Regions from separate parts of the Sus scrofa genome. Here regions 2 and 3 are each linked to region 1. Evidence: chromatin contacts called from public Hi-C and HiChIP or PLAC-seq data. All regions are on one chromosome and are shown on one strand. Each heading gives the region's core, a stretch centred on a gene start, on an enhancer-like site or on the middle of the called end of the contact. The rest is flanking DNA. Distances are from core to core; before and after follow the strand shown. Region 1 has its middle 18 kb from the start of MYSM1. Region 2 overlaps FGGY (FGGY carbohydrate kinase domain-containing protein). Region 3 overlaps FGGY (FGGY carbohydrate kinase domain-containing protein).

Region 1 (2,949 bases), core at 334-2,833:
TCCATACTGTTTTCCACAGCTGTTGCACCAATTTACATTCCCACCAACAGTGTAATAGGGTTCCTTTTTCTCCACATCCTCTCTAGCACTTATTGTTTGTAGACTTTTTGACAATGGCCATTCTAGCTGGTGTAAGGTGGTACCTCATAGTGGTTTTGACTTGCATTTCTCTAATAATCAGTAAAGTTGAACATCTTTTCATGTATTTTTTGGCCATCTGTATGTCTTCTTTGGAGAACTGTCTGTTTAGATCTTCTGCCCATTTTTTGATGGTTTTGTTTTGTTTTGTTTTGTTTTGGTATTGAGTGATAGGAGGTATTCATAAATTTTAGAGGTTAATCCCTTGTCAGTCACTTCATTTGCAAATATTTTCTCCCATTCTGTGGGTTGTCTTTTTGTTTTGTTTATGGTTTCCTTTGCTGTGCAGAAACTTTTAAGTTTAATTAAGTCTCATTTGTTTATTTTTATTTTTATTGTCATTACTCTAAGGGGTGGATCTGATAAGGTATTGCTGTTGTTTATGTCAGAGAGTGTTTGGCCTATGTTTTCCTTGAAGAGTATCTGGTCTTATATCTACAGGAAGATGTTTCTGATAAAATGATATACATTTTGAAAAGTAAATGCTTGAACACATCTCCATTGTAAGATTAGATTCTATTAGTAGTTCTCAAATTATATTGATGGACTGGATTTAAAAAAAATGTTAACTACTGTGAGCTGATACTTTCATTAAAGATAATAAAACTATTGCTGAAATGTGCAGTTGCTATAAAAGCTTCCAAGAGATTACTTTCACTTTTTGTACACAACTGACCAAGGACTGGTAACAATTTGCAGAGGAGCTACGATCCACGGATCCCACTCTTAGTAGCACTGCATTAGATCAATTAATGTTTTGACAACCCTATTGGGCTGGAATTATCTAGTCTCCATATTATAGGAGAGAAAACTACAGAAATGAGAGGTTAAGCAGCTTGTCTGGAACTCAGATTCAGATGCAGGTGTTTTGGCACATGGTCAATGCAGGACTCCTAGTCCTAACTCTTAGAGATGCAGAGTAAGATTTAGTATCCCTGGGATGTGCATGATCTAGTGGAAGAAACAGACAAATACGTAACAGCTTGATCAATTTTTCTACCTGAACATTTTTATTATCAAGTGAAAATCGAAGGGCAAGACTCTCACCCCACTGAAACTGCCTTCGGCTCCAAAACCCCTCTCCAGTCAGCTACTCAGGAATCTTCTCAGCTTACCCTAATATGAGTAACACACATCGTGGAACCATCCAAATATCTAGTTCCGTCTTCTGACTCTAACCCGCCCTCATTGTGAAAAGGCCTGTGGGACAGAGGAAATGACTGTTCCCAAGCCCAAGTTCAACATCTTTTGGAGCATTTGTGCCCCTTCCGGAGGAGTGTGAAGGGGACATGATGAGAAATTAATTGGTGCATCTGTTCTCACGTCTGCTTGTGAGAAGCCTATGATCGCAAACAACTCATCTGGGGGCACATCAATCTCTCCCCCAGAGGTACCACCCCCACACCATTTGTAGACCACACGCTCTGGTGTGTGAATCACCTCCTGGGATGAGCAACTGTTGACTCATGGCTCCAGAGAGCTTCCTATTGAAACAACAGTTGCCCTAAAGCCTTGGAAAGAGAGTAAAATGACTTGTGAAGGAAATGAGAGAGTAAAACATCCCTTTGTCAACTGTGAGGCTGTTACAGCTGGAAACGGGCCTTGTTTCCTACTGGCAACAGCATCCAAGTATCTGCAGGCTCTTAAGGCCTGGACCTACCACAGCTCAATGGGCAGTTTCCTGAGTCTTTCCAGTGGTGCTACTGGGCAGGGGCTCTGCTCTAATTATTTAAGAGAGACATTTAATGAGCATTTACTATATGCCAGACACTATACAAAACAATCTACATATTCAAATTTATTTTATTCTCAAAACAAACAATACTATAAGGTAGATGCTGTTATGATTTCCATTTTACAGGTGATTTAAACTGAGGCACAGAGTGGTTAAGAACTTACCAAAGGCAGAGATCTGGAAAGGGAAAGAGCCAAGGCAATTCGGCCCCTGAGTGTTTGCCCTCAAGTGCTGAACGTAGAGAACATGCAGCCTCAGAGGAGGGGCTTCGTCATCTGTAGTAGCATTCTTTGACATTTATTGGACACCTGCTTTGGCCTCAGTTAGGCTACAGAGTGATGCAAAGAATATGGCATCACACCTGGTTAAGGTCCTTGACCTTTCATAGCATCTGTGTTCTCATCTTGGGATGGCGATTCCATGTCTCTTTAGAGTCTGGGGGAAGATCCAAGGAGATCATGTATCAAAAGCACACATCTGACAGGCCTGGCCTATGGCAGACTCCCCGCACATGCTGTGGACCCATCCTCCCTAAGACACACACAAGACTGTGTAACTGTGTGAACAGGAGAGACACATGACAGACACAGAGTGATTAGAACTCTGGTGGGGAGTTCCCGTCGTGGCTCAGTGGTTAACGAATCCGACTAGGAACCATGAGGTTGCGGGTTTGGTCCCTGCCCTTGCTCAGTGGGTTAACGATCGGGCGTTGCCTTGAGCTGTGGTGTAGGTTGCAGACGCGGCTCGGATCGCGCGTTGCTGTGGCTCTGGCATAGGCCAGTGGCTACAGCTCCGATTCGACCCCTAGCCTGGGAACCTCCATATGCCGCGGGAGCGGCCCAAAGAAATAGCAAAAAGACAAAAAAAAAAAAAAAAAAAAAAAAAGAACTCTGGTGGAAGCACGTTCAATTTTAGGATAAGGCAAATGAGAATTGTGATGAGATTGTAAGATTTATGTGTCTTATCTAATTTAGCCCTAGTAGTCCTATAACTTTGGTATTATTTTGTCCACTTATTAGATGAAGACCTGTAATTTTGGTACTGAGGAAAGAAACACATTCCATGAAAGGAAGAGC
Region 2 (2,949 bases), core at 129-2,628, 910 kb after region 1:
TAAATGTAATAGTTTGGATCTACTAACCCCAGACTCCCCATCCATCCCACTCCCTCCCGCCTCCCCCTTGGCAACCACAAGTCTGTTCTCTATGTCTGTGAGTCTGTTTCTGTTTTATAGATAGGTTCACCTTTGTACCATATTTTAGATCCCATATTTTAATGTACATTAGAAAAAAAAGATAACCAGGACCACACCTATGTTTTCATAGACATTTTTACGTGGAACAAGGCAATTTGGAAAAAGAGAAAAAAGTTTATTTGGAATTTAGAAAAAAATATTGCATATGTAGTAAATACTACAGGTGGTACGTAGATATGGAAACAATTATGAAGATGGAATGTGAGTAACTAAAATTTGTGAAATAATAAGATAACAAATGTAAAAGCATCTCATGCTTAGTAAGCCCAAGTAAATGTTTCTGTTCTGATTCACCTGGCTACCAAGTGGTAGAGCCCAGGACTAAACCTCATACTGTGAGACTCCCAGTCCAGTGTTTCTTCCAGGGCACTTTAACTCCACTGCTTCCTGTCTGCCTGCCTTGCCCAGCATCCTTCCTCTCTCCACGCATCCCTCAGGAAAAATGCAACGAGTTGGTATTTGAGAAGTGACTTGTGGCTTTGCAAAAATGTTCTGATGATTGTCAATAATAAATAAAGTATACCTAATGGTGTAGACAGTGTTCACATTTGGAAAAACAGGAATTGGCATCTGAGAATTGAAAGGGCCCTCAGAAATCATCTCACCCAATCCTTCCTTTTACAGATGTGGAAGTTGGGACCCAGAGAGGGGAAGTGCTTTGTTCAGAGCCCTTAGCTGATCCAACCAGGGTGAGAATTCATGTACAACAATGCAGATACACAATGTTACATGTTTATAAAAAAGAAAAGATCTATTTCCTGCTTTCCAGAAAAGTAGCAGGGATGTCCCACAAAAGGAGTTTTACTTGCACAAATCTAAAAATTGGAACGGTCACACGTCATATTGTGCCAAACAAGAGAACACTGCAAATGATCACCAGAGAAGGCATTCTTGGTTGTATTCTTTTGTATATACAGTTTAGTAGTGTTAAGTATTATTCATATTACTGCACAATCAATATCCAGAACTCTTTTGATCCTGCAAAACTGAAACTGTACCCATTCCGCGATGATTCCCCACCCCCACTTCCCTCCAGTCTCTGACAACGTGCTTCTACTTCTGTCTCTGAATTTGACTACTTTAGGTACCTGGTAAAAGTGGAATCATATAGTATTTGTCTCTCTTTCTCTCCCTCTCTTTTTTTTTTTTTTTTTTTTGACTGGCTTATTTCACTTAGCATAATGTCCTCGAGAGCCATCCATGTGGTAGCACATGTCAAAATTTCCTTCCTTCCTGGTTGTGGTCTTGATGCAACACAGCCTGTGGCCAGTGGTCCCCGACTATACCCACCGTCACTGTGAAGACTTTGGCATGCTTCACATTTCAGTGACTTCTCCCCCATGGGGGAAATAGATAGCTCAGGTGGGGATGACAGCGGCAGTGAAAAGCAGAGTTCTGAGAACCCAAACCCTCTTCCTTCAGTCTTTTCTAAGTAGGTGACAAGAGATAAATGTGGTTGCATGCTTTGTCCCCAGCCTCACCCCAATTTCCTTCATCGCTCCTGCCTTGAGTCTTCAGTCAGCTGCAGAGAAGGAGCGGGACAGGGGTGGTGGTTGGTGAGGAGGGGTGTTCGTGATTTTTAAAAGTGGATTTTCAAGTAAAACACCCTTGGGTTCCATCTACCCTCTATAACTTCTTAAATCTAGGATCTTGGATAATATGATTAACCTCTCAAAGCCTCAGCTCTATCATCCATGAATGGACAGAATACTGTCTGAATATTTAAAAAAAACAAAAACAAAAAAACTTGCACTAATCCCCTTCTAAGTGGTATGATATTCTTTTCTGGACTTTTCTGGACTTAAACTTAGTTTCTCAAATTAAAAAATGGTAAGAATATGGTGACCTTTCTGCTGGCTTTTTCAGAGATGGGATGTGATATTATCTGACGTTTTAACACCTGGGATGTCTTGTTCTAGCCTGAGGATTTTAGGGAACCTCATGGCATTGGAAAGGAGAGGATGCTTATTTGTTTTGTAGCGTCTGTATGTTAGATATATTACTTTTTTATTGGAAACATTGAGTAAAACTCTATCATGGCCCTTGACTCTTAGCATCATTAACATTTACTGTCTTCCTGACTTGTCTTAACCACCCCTTGATCAGTGCCTAGCATAATACCCAGAAAACTAAAGATCCCCCCTACTTTGAAAAAAAGAAAGTATTTCTCTAATGCATTGGGAGTCAGTAAACATTTGCCTGCATTTGCCTGCATTTATTTGGCTACTGTTACATCCTCCATATCTTAAAATACTATCTTCCTGCTCAATAATGCCCCTGACTCTGTGGGAAAAGATAGCATTTATTCCTTCTTTCAATTCTGGCAAAGAAGGAAGCCTGGCGATAGAAACTGATTTTGGCTCCTCTCTGAAATTAGGCACTCTCTTTGCTGACCCCTCAGGCATTCCCCCCGCCCCTTGCTCTGGACCCTCCTCTCTTCTTTCTTTTGATAAACAGGACAGCTCTTCCCAGAGGGATGCATCCATTACCTTTCACCAGAGTTGAGTTCGCTTTCCATTGCATGTTTCTGTTTAAAAAGAAAGCCTTTTAAAAGGGTTGAGCGTACACTGAATGTGTACTTAATTTTTAATATGTGTGTGCCCACAGCCAAGAGAACAGATGAGACTGAATTGTACATGATGTGTGTTTTATGTGGCACTGATTCCTAAATATATATACTCTTAGCAGCCAGGTATTATTTGACACATCCCCATTACTTGAGATGCTGAGTCTAAATGAATACCATGTTTAGATATATTTAATAACATGACTTTTGGTGGGCTATCAAACCAACATAACTTTATTTTT
Region 3 (2,949 bases), core at 117-2,616, 600 kb after region 1:
ATTTTTTTTAAATTAAAGTATAGTTGATTTACAACATTTTTTCCGTTTCTGCTGTACAGCAAAGTGACCCAATCACACGCAATTCCCTGTGCTGTACAGTAGGACCCAGGATTGGAAGTATTTTAATTAAAAAAAATTTTTTTTATTACTCAGTGAATTATCACATCTGTAGTTGTATAATGATCATCACAATCCAATTTCACAGGATTTCTATCCCACAACCCAAGCACATCCCCCCACCCCCAAAACGGTCTCCTCCAGAGACCTTAAGTTTTTCAATGTCTGTGAGTCTGTGAGTCTGTTCTGCAAAGAAGTTCAGTCTGTCCTTTTTTTTCAGGAAGTATTTTAAAAGGTCAAATGGGAGTTCCTGTTGTGGCTTAGTGGTTAACAAATCCAGCTAGGAACCATGAGGTTGCAGGTTTGATCCCTGGCCTCACTCAGTGGGTTAAGGATCTGGCGTTGCCATGAGCGGTGGTGTAGGCCGGCAGCTTTAGCTCTGAATAGACCCCTAGCCTGGGAACCTCCATATGCCACAGGTGCGGCCCTAAAAAGACAACGAATAAATAAATAAACAAAAAGTCAAATGAATAGGGTGAATTAAATGGACAGCTTCTGGTTGGCCAATCAGAACAAGGTTGGGGGCATCCATCCCACTATGACAAGCTCACATCCTGAGGAAGCAGAATGTTTAATGCTCATCAGCGATTCATTAACTGTCCCGTTACCCCTGCCATTTTTTGAAAATTTTCTAATAACTTTGTCCTTTCTTTTTTTTTTTTTAATTATACTTGATTTACACTGTTCTGTCAATTTCTGCTATGCAGCAAAGTGTCCCAGTCATTCGTGTGTGTGTGTGTGGTGTGTGTGTGTGTGTGTGTATCTGTACATACATTCTTTTTCTTACATTATCCTCCCCATCACAAGTAACTAGATATAGTTACCTGTGCTATTCGGCAGCCCTGCCATCTTTTTTTTATTGGCTGTGGCACTCAATGAGTCATTCTACTTTCCTTAGTAGGAATTTGCCGTCCCCTCCCCTGCCCTTGCCATACTGGCCAGCACCTTCCAGAGGCCTCCCCACCAGCTTCCCTCTCCTCTAGGGCAGAGCCTGTGGACCTTGGGCACCAGGCACCAATTTCCTCTGATAAAGATGGTTGCCCTCTCCCTGGGCAATTACCAGTCTTTCTTTCCTGTTGTTTCCTCAGTCTCTTCATTCTTTCTCTCTTCTCATTTCAACCTGCATCATCATCATCATCATCATCTCTCTTGATTGAATATAATAGGGAAGAGGGAGTAATTGCCCCATGGGGTTATTGTATAGACTGACTGAGGGAGGTGATGGAAAATTTCTCAACACAATGCTGAGAAACTTTTTGCAAGACTTAGCTATTTCATTTCTTTTCTCTATGGATTTTGACAAGGAGTCTTTGCATTACGTTTCTGTCATCATGGAAAGCAGGAAGTCCTTGTAGTCAGACTGACCTGGGTTCAGTGGCTCTGCTGTGTACTCTCTGCAATTCTGGAGTAAATTACCTTTCCCCGCCCCCAACCTCACCCAAGCCCAGGTCCTCATCTGGATGTCCCCAGGGTTACAGGTGCTGTGGATAAAATGTGTAACACATAGTATTTAAACAACTCACAGTTCTTTTAATGACCTCCCCCCACCCTCAGCCCATCTGTCCCATCTTCTAGAATAAGGAAAAGGAAGGTCTGAGTCTGAATGCGCCAATGCCAAAAAAAATCTGGGCAGTGGAACATGAACTTGGCATCCTCTGGGCCAAGGAGCGGTTCAAATTTGGTGTTTATTTGGCTCTTATTGTGATTGTTTTGGGAGGCTTTGGGGAAATGGATGCCAGAAAAGCTAGGAGGTATTTTTTTTCTCCCCCTTTCTATTTTTCATTTTATTATTCTAGTGGAGTCATGGCTGAAAAGTGATCAGATTTCACCTTGTCTTAAGTCTTCAGACTTGTTTTTGGCAGTGACAATGTGTAAGAAGTCTTCTTCCTCCTCCTCTTATCTGGTTTACTCTCCTGATCACCCTCCCCTTTATTTATTGTTCTTATACTCCAAAATATGATAGCTACTCTTGTGAGAAAAAAGAATGTATACATGTATGTGTGACTGGGTCACCTTGCTGTGTAGTAAAAATTGACAGAACACTGTAAACTAGTTATAATGGGGAAAAGAAAAACATTATTAAAAGAAAAAGAAAATCACCCCTTTGGCCTATGATTAATTTGTAATTCAGTTCCATTTTTTTTCATTACATTGATAAAAATAATCATTGCCATTTTCGTTAATATAATAATTATGTAATAACAGCAACAGTCATTTGTTGAGGGCATTCTCTATACCTTTGCTAGCATTTTAATAAATGTGAACCCCATTAGTCCTCCTGACCATCAGTTAAAGCACATGGTGCTATCACTGTTTGCAATTCAAGAACTGAAGTTCAGTGTTTGAGGAATTTGCCACGTCCTATCCTTTAGTGAATAACAGTCCAGAGTTTTGGTAACATGAGAAATGGGAAGTCAGAAATTGGAATAATAAAATTGTGTACAATCAGACAAAATCTTATTCATATTTATAAATCCTTTCCTCTAAAGAGATTTGAAGTGACTGGTACTAGGAGAAGATAAAAACAGTGATAGAAATACTTTAAAAATCACAATGGAGTGAACATATTAATAGAATAACTAAGGGTGAAGCCAAGAGCTTCATAAAAAGTATGGTCTTCATAATTACTAATAAATTTGTTTCTACACTTCCTAGTGGCTAAAAAAAAGGTGAGAAAACAATCGAGATTGACTGCATGAATATATAAGAGGAACTTAACTAACTCAGGAGAGGAACTTCTGTCACTGGGATCTGAGAAAAATTTCTTCTAGATTATTAAGGGTTGGGAGTATTCTGTAAATTATCTAAAGGTATGTCCTTTCAAATCAGTTG

What was found. A called contact is a pair of places that touch in the nucleus more often than the background predicts. HiChIP or PLAC-seq counts read pairs in DNA pulled down with a chosen protein or histone mark.
Region 2: a Hi-C map of alveolar macrophages shows a contact between it and region 1, with 3 times the contacts expected there. The contact joins two enhancer-like sites. A contact is called at or near these places in 22 of 47 Hi-C or Micro-C datasets (adipocytes, adipose tissue, alveolar macrophages and 14 more) and 2 of 2 datasets of contacts at active chromatin or transcription factors (alveolar macrophages and skeletal muscle).
Region 3: an H3K27ac HiChIP or PLAC-seq map of alveolar macrophages shows a contact between it and region 1. The contact joins two enhancer-like sites. A contact is called at or near these places in 1 of 47 Hi-C or Micro-C datasets (embryonic fibroblasts) and 1 of 2 datasets of contacts at active chromatin or transcription factors (alveolar macrophages).

Annotation. Positions count from the first base shown.
Region 1 is chr6:153,736,010-153,738,958 of Sscrofa11.1, reverse strand. No RefSeq gene overlaps it. Among named protein-coding and RNA genes, the nearest start is that of MYSM1, 18 kb to the left of the region's middle. Within about 2 kb of position 1,583, at least 11 of the 83 cell types and tissues checked have an H3K27ac peak or open chromatin away from gene starts, as enhancers often do. A contact at or near this core is called in alveolar macrophages, where this site is marked.
Region 2 is chr6:152,822,505-152,825,453 of Sscrofa11.1, reverse strand. All of the region lies in intron 14 of FGGY (FGGY carbohydrate kinase domain-containing protein), which reads left to right. Among named protein-coding and RNA genes, the nearest start is that of HOOK1, 110 kb to the right of the region's middle. Within about 2 kb of position 1,378, at least 4 of the 83 cell types and tissues checked have an H3K27ac peak or open chromatin away from gene starts, as enhancers often do. A contact at or near this core is called in alveolar macrophages, where this site is marked.
Region 3 is chr6:153,136,493-153,139,441 of Sscrofa11.1, reverse strand. All of the region lies in intron 5 of FGGY (FGGY carbohydrate kinase domain-containing protein), which reads left to right. Among named protein-coding and RNA genes, the nearest start is that of FGGY, 75 kb to the left of the region's middle. Within about 2 kb of position 1,366, at least 6 of the 83 cell types and tissues checked have an H3K27ac peak or open chromatin away from gene starts, as enhancers often do. A contact at or near this core is called in alveolar macrophages, where this site is marked.